Regions from separate parts of the Canis lupus genome. Here region 1 is linked to region 2. The links are chromatin contacts, called in public Hi-C maps. All regions are on one chromosome and are shown on one strand. The core of a region is the stretch at or near the end of the contact, and the rest is flanking DNA. Distances in the headings are between cores, read along the strand shown. Region 1 has its middle 180 kb from the start of PFN2. Region 2 holds the start of PFN2 (profilin-2).

Evidence for each region. A called contact is a pair of places that touch in the nucleus more often than the background predicts.
Region 1: a Hi-C map of skin fibroblasts shows a contact between it and region 2, with 5 times the contacts expected there. The contact joins the enhancer-like site here to the promoter of PFN2 in region 2. A contact is called at or near these places in 3 of 9 Hi-C or Micro-C datasets (amygdala, liver and skin fibroblasts).

What each region holds. Positions count from the first base shown.
Region 1 is chr23:45,391,658-45,397,819 of UU_Cfam_GSD_1.0, forward strand. No RefSeq gene overlaps it. Among named protein-coding and RNA genes, the nearest start is that of PFN2, 180 kb to the left of the region's middle. Within about 2 kb of position 1,419, at least 4 of the 20 cell types and tissues checked have an H3K27ac peak or open chromatin away from gene starts, as enhancers often do.
Region 2 is chr23:45,210,359-45,216,549 of UU_Cfam_GSD_1.0, forward strand. PFN2 (profilin-2) reads right to left here and starts at 2,267. Exons shown (of 3, transcript XM_038571200.1): 1 at 2,056-2,267. The coding sequence starts at 2,187.

The sequences.
Region 1 (6,162 bases), core at 169-2,668, 180 kb after region 2:
TCATCTTTTAAACCACTTTGATTCCAGATAAAAATGTTGTAGAATGGGAAGGACACTGGGTGTTTAGCCTAGCCTTTTTTTTTTTTTTTTTTTTTTTTGTGGGGAGAAGGGGTAGAGTAACAGAATCAGATGAACAGGAGAAAATTAGTTGTGAAGAGGGCAGTGCTACCATAAGAGAACAACCTAGTATTTCCAACTGACCTGTGGGTGTGCTAAAAGAAGGGAGGACTTCTTTGACCCAGGCTAGGTTGAATTACTCTGCATGGATGTGTAAAGGTGAGAATTGAGGAAAGGAAGAAAGGTATAGAGAAGGGACAGCAAAGTCCTGAGATGCCAGAAAGATTGGCAGGGTGAGAGCATGAGGGACAGAATGGGGAGGAAGATGGGTCAGTCACATCTGTGAAATGCAGATGTTCAGTGTTAAACCATCTGGTCACTTCCACATAAGTCCTTGTTTCTTCCATTATCAGTGAAAGCTTTTATGCCAAAGACATCTGCTATGGGAGGTTTTTCAGGAGCACCCAAGGAAGGGCTAGGGTTCTGCAAATGACTTGACAAACTGTGGAACAGGGACATTATTGTGGTGAAGACCTATTATTATTGTGGTGAAGACCATTATTGGGTGAAGACCTAGGCACAGAACCCATCAGGGTGGAGCTTGGAATCAGAGTGACCTTCCAGGCCATAAACAGTCACTGAGCACCTAATACATGCAGGGCACTATCCTAGGACATGAGGATAAGGCCTTGAGCAAAACAGAGGAGGTCTCTGGGCACTCACAATCTAGTGGAATGACAGACAATAAATAATGGAACAAATAACCTGAGTGAGAAAACAAAGCGGAGGATGTGATGATGTGCCTGGAGCATCTGCTTGAGGATGGGTGGTCGCCTTGCAGAGGCAATGAAGCAGAGACTATTCCACAAGGAATTTGCAAACATCCTGGGGGAGAAGTGAGGGGTGGGGGTGGGGGGTGGAAGTCTGGGGTCCAGGAGCAGAGCCACCGCAGTCTGCGTAGCTACAGACTCCTTTACTCATTCCTACTGCTCACTCTTTCCCTCCTCTCCACAGTGATGTAATGTTCTTTTTCAATGGACAATAAACATGTATTGAACCCGTTCTTTGTATGCGTCGGAGATACTCTGGCTATTCCAAAGGATAAAAATCAAGGTTGCTGCTGAAGAGGGGGCTCCCAGATTCTCCTTTCCTCGGGTCCCCAAGGAAAAGGCAGTGATCCGCGGTTTGAAATGATTTGATCTCACATTTGTCTAGAGGCAGCAGAGGAAAGCCGCCCAGAAGACCGCTTAAGCTCCTTAGCTGTCCCAAGGGAGGGAGCACTCCACCCTCCCCCAGAGTGAGGACGTGTGTGTGGCCGACGCTGACGTCCCTGTAAAGCCGGCGGTGCAGACGGCCCAGCTCCCGCGCTGGAGGCTCGGCGGCCTTCGGGAGTGCAGGGAGTGCAGAGAAAAGAAGGAGCTCCATCTAGTGTCACAAAACCAGACCAAAGGCACCCTGAACCACTTATCAGGTGAACACACACACACACACACCTTGGCTTGTGTCAAGAAATAGGACCTTAGGGATCCCTAGGTGGCTCAGCGGTTGAGCGCCTGCCTTCAGCCCAGGGCGTGACCCTGGAGACCTGGGATCGAGTCCCACGTCGGGCTCCTTGCATGGAGCCTGCTTCTCCCTCTGCCTGTGTCTCTGTCTCTCATGAATAAATAAATAAAATCTTAAAAAAAAAAAAAAAAAAAAAAAAAAAAGGACCTTAAAAGCCAGAACTGCTGGCTTGTAGGAGTTCAGTGCCAAGTAGAAGTTGGGCTTCACCTCTGTCTGGGAGGGAAGAAAGGTGAGGGGGTCTTAAGATCCTGCTCTTAGGGGACTATGCGTAAAATGTGTCCTCCTAGAAGGGCAGACCCCAGTGCTACACACAGGTTCATTTGTTTTTATAAAATCAGGGCATGGGGCCTTGACAACACCCAGAGTACTCTGGGGAGGCATATACACTGGGTCCTCCACATGCGTGAATTTTTTGAAGCTTTTGTGCACGTTTTTGTACCTGATGGGTTATGGGGTTCCAGTATCTTCAGCCTTAGTGAATAATGTCAGACCGTCTTCCAAAGTGGGATATAATGATTTATGATCTCACTGACTACAGGTGGGTTCTTTTTCCTCCTTGCATCCCAAACTTGGTGTTGTCAGCCATTTTCATATTTGTCATCCCAATTGGTATAATCCCAATACCTTGGGGTGGTTTAATTTGCATTTTCCTAGTTAGTGGCGAGTCCAGCACTTTCCATACCTCCCTTCTCTATTTGGATTTCCTCCTTTATGAATTACCTATTGGCCATTTCCCCATCATCTATCTTTTTCTTATTTGCATTAGTTCATTACATATGCTGGTTAAGTGGCCTTTATCACATGTCTCATGCTTTGTCTTTTCATTTTCTCTTTGCGGCATCTCTGGATGAACAGATGCTCTAATGGAATTCAATGTATAAATCTTTTCCTTTATGGCTTGTATTTTCTGTGTCCTGTTTTAAAACTATTTCTCACCTTGACGACAAGAAGGCATTGTCCTATATTATCTTTCAAAAGTTTTTTGCATTTAAGTCTTCACTCTCCTGAAACTGAAATTTTGTTGGTAGGAGGTAGCACTCATCTTTTAAAATTTTTTTTCCATGTAAATTTCCAACTCTCCTAGATCTGTTCATTGGAAAGACCATCGCCTTCCCACTGTTCTGCAGAACCACTGTCCTCTGTCCTCTTAAATCAGGTGTCCATTTGTGTGTTTTGGAATGTTCTATTATTTTCCATTGTCCCAATTGCTGAATGTTTATAATATATCCTGGCTAGCTAGTCCTCTCATCTTGTTCTTCAAGTGTCTTGGCCATTCTTAAGCCTTTGTATTGCCGAATAAAACTTATAATCACAGGGTTGCATTAAATCTGCAGGCTACTGGGAAAGACTTAACATCTTTATAATATTAAGTATGCAATCAATAAATCAATAAATTATAATATATAATTATTTATATAGGTCTTATTTAATTTCTCTCAATAATACTTTGTAATGTTCCTATAGAGATCTTGGACCTCTTTCATGGGACTTATTTCTAGGTATTTGATTTTTCATGCTTTCGTAATTTCTTAAATAGACTTTATTAGAGCAGTTTTGGCTTCACAACAAAACTGAGCAGAAAACAGAATTCTCATATACGCTCTGCCCCCACAAGAGGCATAGCTTCCCCCATTATCAACATCGCTCACCAGAGTGTCACATTTGTTACAACCAGTAAACACACATGACAAATCATCATCACCCAAAGTCCATAATGTACATTAGTGTTCACTTTTGATGTTTTACCTTGTATAGATTTTGACAAATGTATAATGACATGTATATGTACCCAGCACTGTAGAATCACACGGAGTAGTTTCAGTGCCCTACAAATTCTCATGTTCCACCTTTTCATTCCTCTCACTACCCAAACCCCTGACAACCATTGATCCTTTTACTACCTCCATAGTTTTTTCCTTTTCCAGAATACCATATGGTTGGATTCATACAACCAGTAGCCTTTTCAGATGGGTTTCTTTCACTTAGTAATGTGCATTTAAAGCTCCTCTATATCTTTTCATGGCTTGGCTGAAGGACATTTTGGTTGCATCAAAGTTTTGACAATTTTGAATAAAGCTGCTACAAACATCTTGTGCAGGTTTTTGTGTAGACATAAGTTTTCAGTTCCTTTGGGTAAATAACAAGGAGTGTGATTGCTAGGTTCTATAATAAGAGTATGTTAGTTTTGTAAGAAACTGCCAAATTGTTTTCCAAAGTGGCTTTGCCATTTTGTATTCCCACCAGCAGTAAATCAGGGTTCCTGTTGCTCCACATCTTTGACTGCATTTGGTGTTGCCAGTGTTCCAGATTTCAGCCCTTGAAATAGGTGTCTAGTGGTATTTCTTTTAAATTTGCAATTCCCTAATGCCATGTGGTATTGAACATCTTTTCATATACATTTTTTCCATCTGTATTTCTTTTTTTTTGGTGAGATGTCTGTTCAGGTATTTTACTCATTTTGAAAATCAGGTTGTTCATTTTCTTATTGTTGAGTTTTAAGAGTCCTTCATCTATTTTAGATAAAAGCCTGTTATCTGTTATCAGATATGTCTTTTGTAGCCCTTTATCAAACATCTTTTTCTCCCCCATCTATGACTTGTCTTCTCATTCTTTTTGACAGGATCTTTGGCAGAGCAAAAATTTTTAATTTTCATTAAACCTAGGTCATCCAGGAATCATGATGTTAGTATTGTATTTAAAAAATCATTATCAAACTCAAGGTCATCTTGATTTTCTCCTATGTTATCTTCTAGAAGTTTTATAGTTTTACATTTTACGTACAGGTCTGTAATCCATTTTGAGTTAATTTTTGTGAAGAATGTAAGGTCTATGTCTAGATTTACTTTTTTGCCTATAGATATCTGGTTGTTTCAGCATCATTTTTTGAAAAGACTCTTTGCTCCATTATATTGTCTTTGTACCTTTGTCAAAGGTCCCTTGACTATATTTGTGGAGGTCTCTCTCTGGGCTCTCTGTTCCATTTCTGTGATCTATTAATCTACTTTCACCAATACCACCTCGTCTTGACTACTGTGTCTTTATAGTGAGTCTTGATATTGAGTAATATTAGTCCTTCAACTTTGTTCTTCACCTTCTTATCCTTGTGCTAGCTATTCTGAGTCTTTTGCTTCCTCATGTAAACTTTAGAATCAGTTTGTCAATACCCACAAAATAACTTGATGGGATTTTGATTGGGATAGCATTGACTCTATAGATTAAGTTGAAAAGAACTGACATCTTGACAATATAGAGTCTTCCTATTCATGAATATGGAATATTTCATTTATCAAAGTTTTATAGTTTTCCTCATATGTGTCTTATCCATATTTTGTTAGATTTATATCTAAGTATTCGCTTTGGGGAATATTCTGTTCTATTTTTATCAGTCTTTTTTCCTTTGCTTTTCAGTTTTGTAAGTTCTACTGAGGATCCCCAAGATCAAAACTTACTCCTTTATCATTAAATGATGCTCTTTTTTTATCTTCGGTGACTTCCCTTGCTTAGAAGCTTGCTGTGTTTTGACATAAAGCTCACAAAAATGGGGAGGCACCCTACGACTGGGTTGTTAACTCTCAAACCTATTCACACTGGGTCTACCCCAGTACTGATTCCCAGGGAGGTTTCTGCTTATAGGTTTCTACTTCAGTAAATTGTGATTCCCTGTATTTGACTGTCTAATTTATGGGGCAGTAGTTTGCCCTCTTACCTCAATTCTCTTGACAAATCTAAGAAAGCTGATTTTTCAATTTGTTCACCTATTACCTGTTTTAGGATAGAGCAATGATTTCCAAGCTCCTTACAAGCTGGACTGGAAATTGATAGCCCCATTATTTTTAAAAGCAATTTAATAATCTTTGTTTTTTAATTCAAAGGTTTATTCTATTTATAGTTACTGTAATTGACAGATATTTGGATTTTACCTCTTATTCTTTGCACTCATTTTTCACATATAGTCCCTTTACTTGACTTCATTCAGATTGAGTATTCTTAGTAATCTTCCTACGATTTTCTCTCTCTCTTTTTCTTTCTCGGCTGAGTGTGTGTGTTTGTGTGTGTGTGTGTGTTTATGGATCTATCCTGCTTGGGATTAATTTGTATTCTTGATTCTTTGGATTGATATCTTTCATCAATTTTGGAAATTCTCAGCCATTTTCTTCTCAAATAATTGCTTTTTCCCCACTTTACTCTTCCTCTCTAATTTAATGAGATCTCACTGCATTTTTTTATTTGTACTATATTCATTCATATCTCTGTGCTTCATTCTGCATATATTCTACTCTATTTCCAGTTCACTAATTTTTTGCCAGCTATGAATATTTTACTATTGAACCCATTCATTGCATTCTGTATTTTCTAGTTCTAGAATTTCTATTTTTTTAATTGGTTATCCAATAAGTTTTCAGTTCTTTCACCAGATAATCAGTTTTGTCTTTTGCCTTCTTTAATGTAGAATGCATTTATTTTAGTACTTGTTTCTGATAACTCCAATATCTGCAGTTTCCATAAATCTTTTCTTCTGTCATTATTTCTACTGATTATAGT
Region 2 (6,191 bases), core at 1,017-3,516:
TTCCTTTCAAGGTCTCCATATAAGTGGAAAAACTGTGTGCTAAGTCTGTATCCTACTAGAGGTCCTTCCCCATTTCACTAGTGTAACATGAAGTTTGTCTTTTCCAAAGAATTACTTAATCCTACACGGCTGCATGTTTTACATCACTTTGTTTCACAGGTAAGGTACTAACTGAAGACCAGTCTATGCGAAGAATCTATGTGGTTGCTAGCTGACACCAGGTCAACTGCAAACGGAAAGAGATTATTTATAAACTGTTTCAAGTCAGATGGCACCTGAAGGGCTTATGTAATGGTAAAGCTTCACCTACAAACTCTTTCAGCAACTGCTTGTCTGTCACATTCAGGCACATTACAGTCACGCTGCATCAAACTTCCAGTTGCTTGAAAGTCTCCTGAAATAATGCCCATGCTCAGCAGACCTGTCCCCGTCTCCTCTGCTTGAAATGGCTTGAACCGCCTTCCTGGTATGGATTTCAAACCCTAGACCTCCACACACTCCCAAATTCGTATTTCCCTCCTCTCTATTTCGCCAGCCGCTCTCTTTATCCTCTCCCACTTCCCCTTCCCCTCCCACCTCAGTCAGTCATCAGTTTTCTTTCTTGGCAGATGCAGGAGAGGATTCTCTTGGTAGGTAGCATTGCAGTAGGAAAGGGAGAAAACAAAAACAGAGCCACCACCACCAACACACACACACACACACACAAAAAAAAGAGAGAGAGAGAGAGAAAATGGAGGGAGACTGGGAAAGCAACTGAGGTAGTCCCCCGAAACCGGAAAGGAGAAAACGTGCATTCTAACATTCCCTGAATAAGGAGGAAGGCGTCGCCCCCATCAGAACTGCAGAGTCATAGCAGGCCCCAGCCATTTCCAAGCACATTCCCCGCAATCCTCCCAGCCAGACAGCGGGAACTCGCACACAAAGACCAGGGCACCGCAGGAAAAAAGTTGGTCGCCAGACAGATGCCAATTCTCTGGAACCGCTGTGGTCCGCTGCGGCTACCGGAGACCTCGAGGTCCCCGCACCCGGGGCGGACGCCCACACACTCAGATCCTAGAGCCGGGCTCACCAGGACGCGAGAATTAGGGGCACCCGTCACGGGGGGCCTCAGGCTCGGCGTGGGATGGGAGAGGAGCGTGGGGCTCGGAAATTACGGGAACGCTCCCCGTGTCTGACACAGCGTCACGGCTCAGACGAGGGCCCTGCGCACAGAGAGGCACAGCAACAAAGCGGCACCGGAGGCCGAGGAGCCGTCGCCCCCAAACATGTGGCGACCGAGTCCACGCCGGCGAGTCACAGGGAGCCCGGGCCCCGCGGAGCGTAAACCTGCATCAGTTCCTTCACGATGCCCGCGGCGGGGGGAGGGACCTGGGGCAGCCCGGCGTCCCCTCGGCCGCACGGACGGCCGAACGCCCCAGGAGCGCGCCCCCCGATGCCAGGGCTGGGTTGCGTAATTGGGGATAACGGTGTATCGATGAAATCTCCACAGGAGGAGGAGAGAAATCAATGGCAGTTCGCCATCTTGGGAGAATTTAAGAAAAAAAAAATAATAATAATTCAAAAAAAAAAAAAGCCCTATAGAGCCAGAGGCGAAGTCGAGATTCGCGAAGCTCCCTCTGCGTGGCCGGCGTCCGTGGCTCCCCAGCCGCAAAGGCCTGGACGCCCGCGAACCGCCGCAAAGTGGCCGCGAGGGGCCGGGCGCCCGGCGGCCGCCGCCTCCCACAGCCCGCGCGGCGCGAGGGGCAGCCCGGCCGCCGGAGGATCCCCCCCCCCCGGGGCCCGCGTGCACCCCGGGCCGTGCAGGGCACAGCGCGGGGCTCGCGGGAGACCACAAGCAGCCGCCCCCCCGCCCGCCCCCCGGCCCCGGCCGCCGCGCGCCCCCTCCCCCAGCTCCGCGGACCGGCGCCCCCGGCCTCGGCCGCATCCTCGGCGCCGGCCGCTCCCACACCTGCCGCGCGGCCCTCAGGGCGGCCCCCGCCCGGCCGGCCGCGCTCGGGTCCGGGGACCGGGACGGGGACGGGGACGGGGCCCCGGCCGGCCGCCGCCGGTCCTCACCGTGATGCTCTGGAAGACGCCCCCGGCCGTGGCTGCCCAGACGTATTTGGCGTCGCAGTAGCCGACAATGGCGGCCTCCTGGCAGCAGCCATCGCACATCAGGTTGTCCACGTAGCTCTGCCAACCGGCCATCTTCGAGCCCTTCGCACTGCAGCGGGGACGGCGAGGAGCAGCAGGCGCAGCGGCGGCGGCGGGCGGCGGGCGGCGGCGGCGCGGGGGGGGCGGGGCGGGGGCGGGGAGGAGGCGGCTCTGCGCAGGCACCGACCGCCCCCCTCCCCGAGGCGCCGCGGAGGGAGGACGCGGGGACGGCGGCGAGGGGCGACCGCGGGGCGCGCCCGGCCTGCCCGCCCGCCCGCCCGCCCGCCTGCCCGCCCGCCGGCCGCCGCGGCGCTGACTGACCAGCAGCGGGGACGCCGCGCTCGGAGCGCCTGTGCGGGCGGCGGCGGCTGCTCCTCGCCGCGGCGCCTCAGCCTGGTCCGCGGCCGCGGCGGAGCGGGCGTGCGCGTGCCCGTGCGTGTGCCCGTGCGCGTGCCCGTGCGTGCGATCCTTCCGCGGCGCCGCGCCCGCGGGGGTCCCGGCCAGGGAGGCGGCGGCCGAGGCGGGGGCGCGGAGGGATACCGCCGAGGGGGACAATCGCGGCCGCCACGTGCGGCGCCGAGGCCCGGGCGTCTCCTCGCCGCCTCCGCCGCCGCCGCCTCCTCCAGCCGCGGGGCCGGGGGGTGGGGGGGAAGCCCGGGGCCCCCCGCGACCGCGCCGTGGCGCGCCGCGCGGCTGGGGATGCGGCTCCGGGGCCCGCACGGCCGCGTTGCCCGGGCGACGGGATGGGAGCGTTCGGCGGGGGCGGGGACGGCGGGACCCTGCGGCGGGGCTGCCCGTCTCCCCGCGACCTCTGGGCGCCCCGAGGGGACGCCCGACCAGGAGGTCCCTTTTGGGTGAACGGACGCGACCCGCCAGCCGAGGGAAAGAGGGAAGCGCGTTCAAAACGCCGAAAAGTCCGTTTTCGAATTTAAAGGTCACGGGGTGTGACCTCGGGAGAGAAGACAAAAAATGTTGCTGAAGCAATTTAATGGGTTCTAAAGTTTTCTTTCTTTCTTTTTATTTTTTATTTATTTTTTTAAAGGTAGAATATTTTTTTATTTTATTTATGATAGTCGCAGAGAGAGAGAGAGGCAGAGACACAGGCAGAGGGAGAAGCAGGCTCCATGCAGGGAGCCCGACGTGGGATTCGATCCCGGGTCTCCAGGATCGCGCCCTGGGTCAAAGGCAGGCGCTAAACCGCTGCGCCACCCAGGGATCCTTTTTTTTTTTTTTTTTTTTTTTAAACCCCTGCTGTTTGCTTTAAAATTTTTCTGAAATCAGCTACTGCAAGGGGGGGGGGGGAGCACACTAGGAGGAACCCTCCCCTCCCCCCCCCGCAGGAACCCCCAAGTCAGGAACCCAGGAGATGGACACGGTGCATTTTTCTCATGTTCTGATGGTAACAAAATACCTACGAGGTACAAAATGTGAGCCAAAATTGTTTTCGTTTTTTGCAGGTGTGCCGCCCACCTGATCCACTTACACTTGCTGGTTGGCTACCTTACCTCTTTGTAGTGGTTTTGATGGTTCTAATCCTCCAGTCTTAGCGGCGATTAGTGATTCATTAAAAGTGAATAATACAGTGTGCTGATAGCGCTGATAACGGTCACTTTGGGAGAATTCACCAAACTGTACAGTTGGGATTTGTGCTCTTAGTATGCATGTTATAATTCCGTAAATTTAAACAGTAAAGATGAGAATAACACCCAATTTCAACTGACTCAGTAAATTTAAACAGTAAAGATGAGAATAACACCCTATTTCAACATACTTTAATCTCTGGTTGCCAGTTCTAGACTATTCTAGCAAAGAGTTGGAAATAACTGCATTCCATTTTTACTCTTTCATTGTTGTCTTTAAACAGCAAAAGGATTAGACCCACGGAATAGTCTGGATATTCAAACCCCAAAAGGGTCTAAAAAAAAGATTCTCAAACGCCCCTCTGGAGTAATCATAAGAATTTAGAATTTCTGTCATGTTTCCGCTTTTCAAAATTTGATGCATTTCAAAAGTATTGTTTTACTTTTTCAACAGTGTTATTACTTTCCCAGAATTGTATACAATAGAATATAAATTATGAAAAATATTTTGTGTAATAGACTGAGGTGTTACTGGTTAGATTTTTAGATAAGATACTCAAAGGAATCTATTGTCTGATTTTAGTACAGACAGCCCCCTACTTACTTTGGCTCAACTATTTTCCAGCCTTACGTGGTGTAAAAGCCCTCAGCATTCAGTAGAAACTGTACTTCAGATTTTGAATTTTGATCATTTCCCGGGTTGGTGGTATATGCAGTGTGATACCGGTGATGCGGGCAGCCAGTCAGCAGTCAGCTCCCAGTACGCCCCACAGTCACAAGGGTAAACAACTGATACAACCATCCTGTTTTTCACTTACAGTATACAACAAATTACATCACATATTCCACACTTTATTATAAAACAGGCTTTGTATTAGATGATTTTGCCCAACTGGAGGCTAATGCAAGTGTTCTGACCACATTTAAGGTAGCTAGGCTAAGCTCTGATGTTGGTAAGTGAGGTATTTTAAATGCACTGTCGGTTTACAATATTTTCAGTTTACGATGGGTTTATCAGGATGTAATCCCATTGTGAATTGAGGAAGATCTATACTATGATAAAATTACCCCATGCCTATTTTCTTTAGAATCAGCTTCCCAGCATGCTGCCTTATTTTCTATTTGTACACAATGATCTGTTCCTAGTTCATATAACTTGCTTGCCACATGTATTTCTAAAGGCGTAAGTAGAGGCTAAACACTGAGTTTTAGGAATAGCAACGTGTTAAGTCCAAAGGAGCATCAATATGGGGGGGGAAAAAAGGGAATTAATGATTTGTATCTTTTTCTCTAGTTCCCGTCCCCCTTCTCCCCCCCCCAACGCCCCCCCGGGGTAACTCATCCCTACAGTGAAAAATGCGATGACTGGTGTCTGGGCAGAAGTAGAGAAAAATCCTAGTTCAGTGGATACAGGTATCCAGAATGATATAGCCATTAACAATCAGTGGTAGCATATTTAAATTAGGAAACGCATAATAACGCATGAATTATTAAGCATTCTTACCAAAAATTTTAAATTCTTATTTAGGAAAACAAACTATGTGGTAAATCATATTCTTTAATATATCATTCAAGGAGTGTCTGAGCTTTTTAAGTCCATGAGTAAATCATTTGACACTCTAGCAAAAATACAAAGAAAAAGGAATTAAGTTGTAAGTGTTAAGATGTATTCAACCTGTTAAGCATTGGTGTAGACTAAAACTACATAACTTCCCCAAATAGAGTAAAACAATAATTAAGCCCACTTCAAGCCTTCAATTAACTAAAATTTCAACTCCATATTTTTTGAAAAAAGTACTTTAATTGTAAAATTATCAAAACACTCAATAAAATTTAGAAAATGGAGAAAAATCACCCTTAATCTTACAAGCAATACAAATGCTATCTTTGGAATGCATTCACTCATTATTTTATTCCTGATTTTTACAGTAGAGTACATGGAGTACGTACAATTCTGGATTTGTCCACTTTATCCTGAAATTCTATGAATTTTTGCTTTCTATAGCTTGAGGTTATTTAATTGGATGCATACAAGTTAAAATTGTTGTGTTTTCTTTCTGCTACATTTAACCTTTAAGTAGTGTCCTCTTTATCACCAATAATGTGTTTTATCTTAATATTTATTTCGCCAAGGGGCCCCTGGGTGGCTGAGTTGGTTAAGCCACGGACTCACAATTTTGGTTCAGGTCCTGGTCTTAGGGTCCTGGGATGGAGCCCCAAGTGGGGCTCCATGCTCAGCGGGGAGTCTGCTTAAGATTCTCTCTCTCCTTCTCCCTCTGCCCCTCCCTCCTGCCCGCTTGCATTTTCAAATAAATAATCTTTAAAAATTTTTATTTTGTCAAATAGTAAGGTAACTATCCCAGCTCTCTTTTTATTGGTATTTATCTGATCTTTTCTCTCTCCCTCCCACTTCCCTATGCCCTCCTTGTCTTTCTCCTCCTCTTCCCTGTCCTTAAATTATAGATGTCTCTAGTAAAT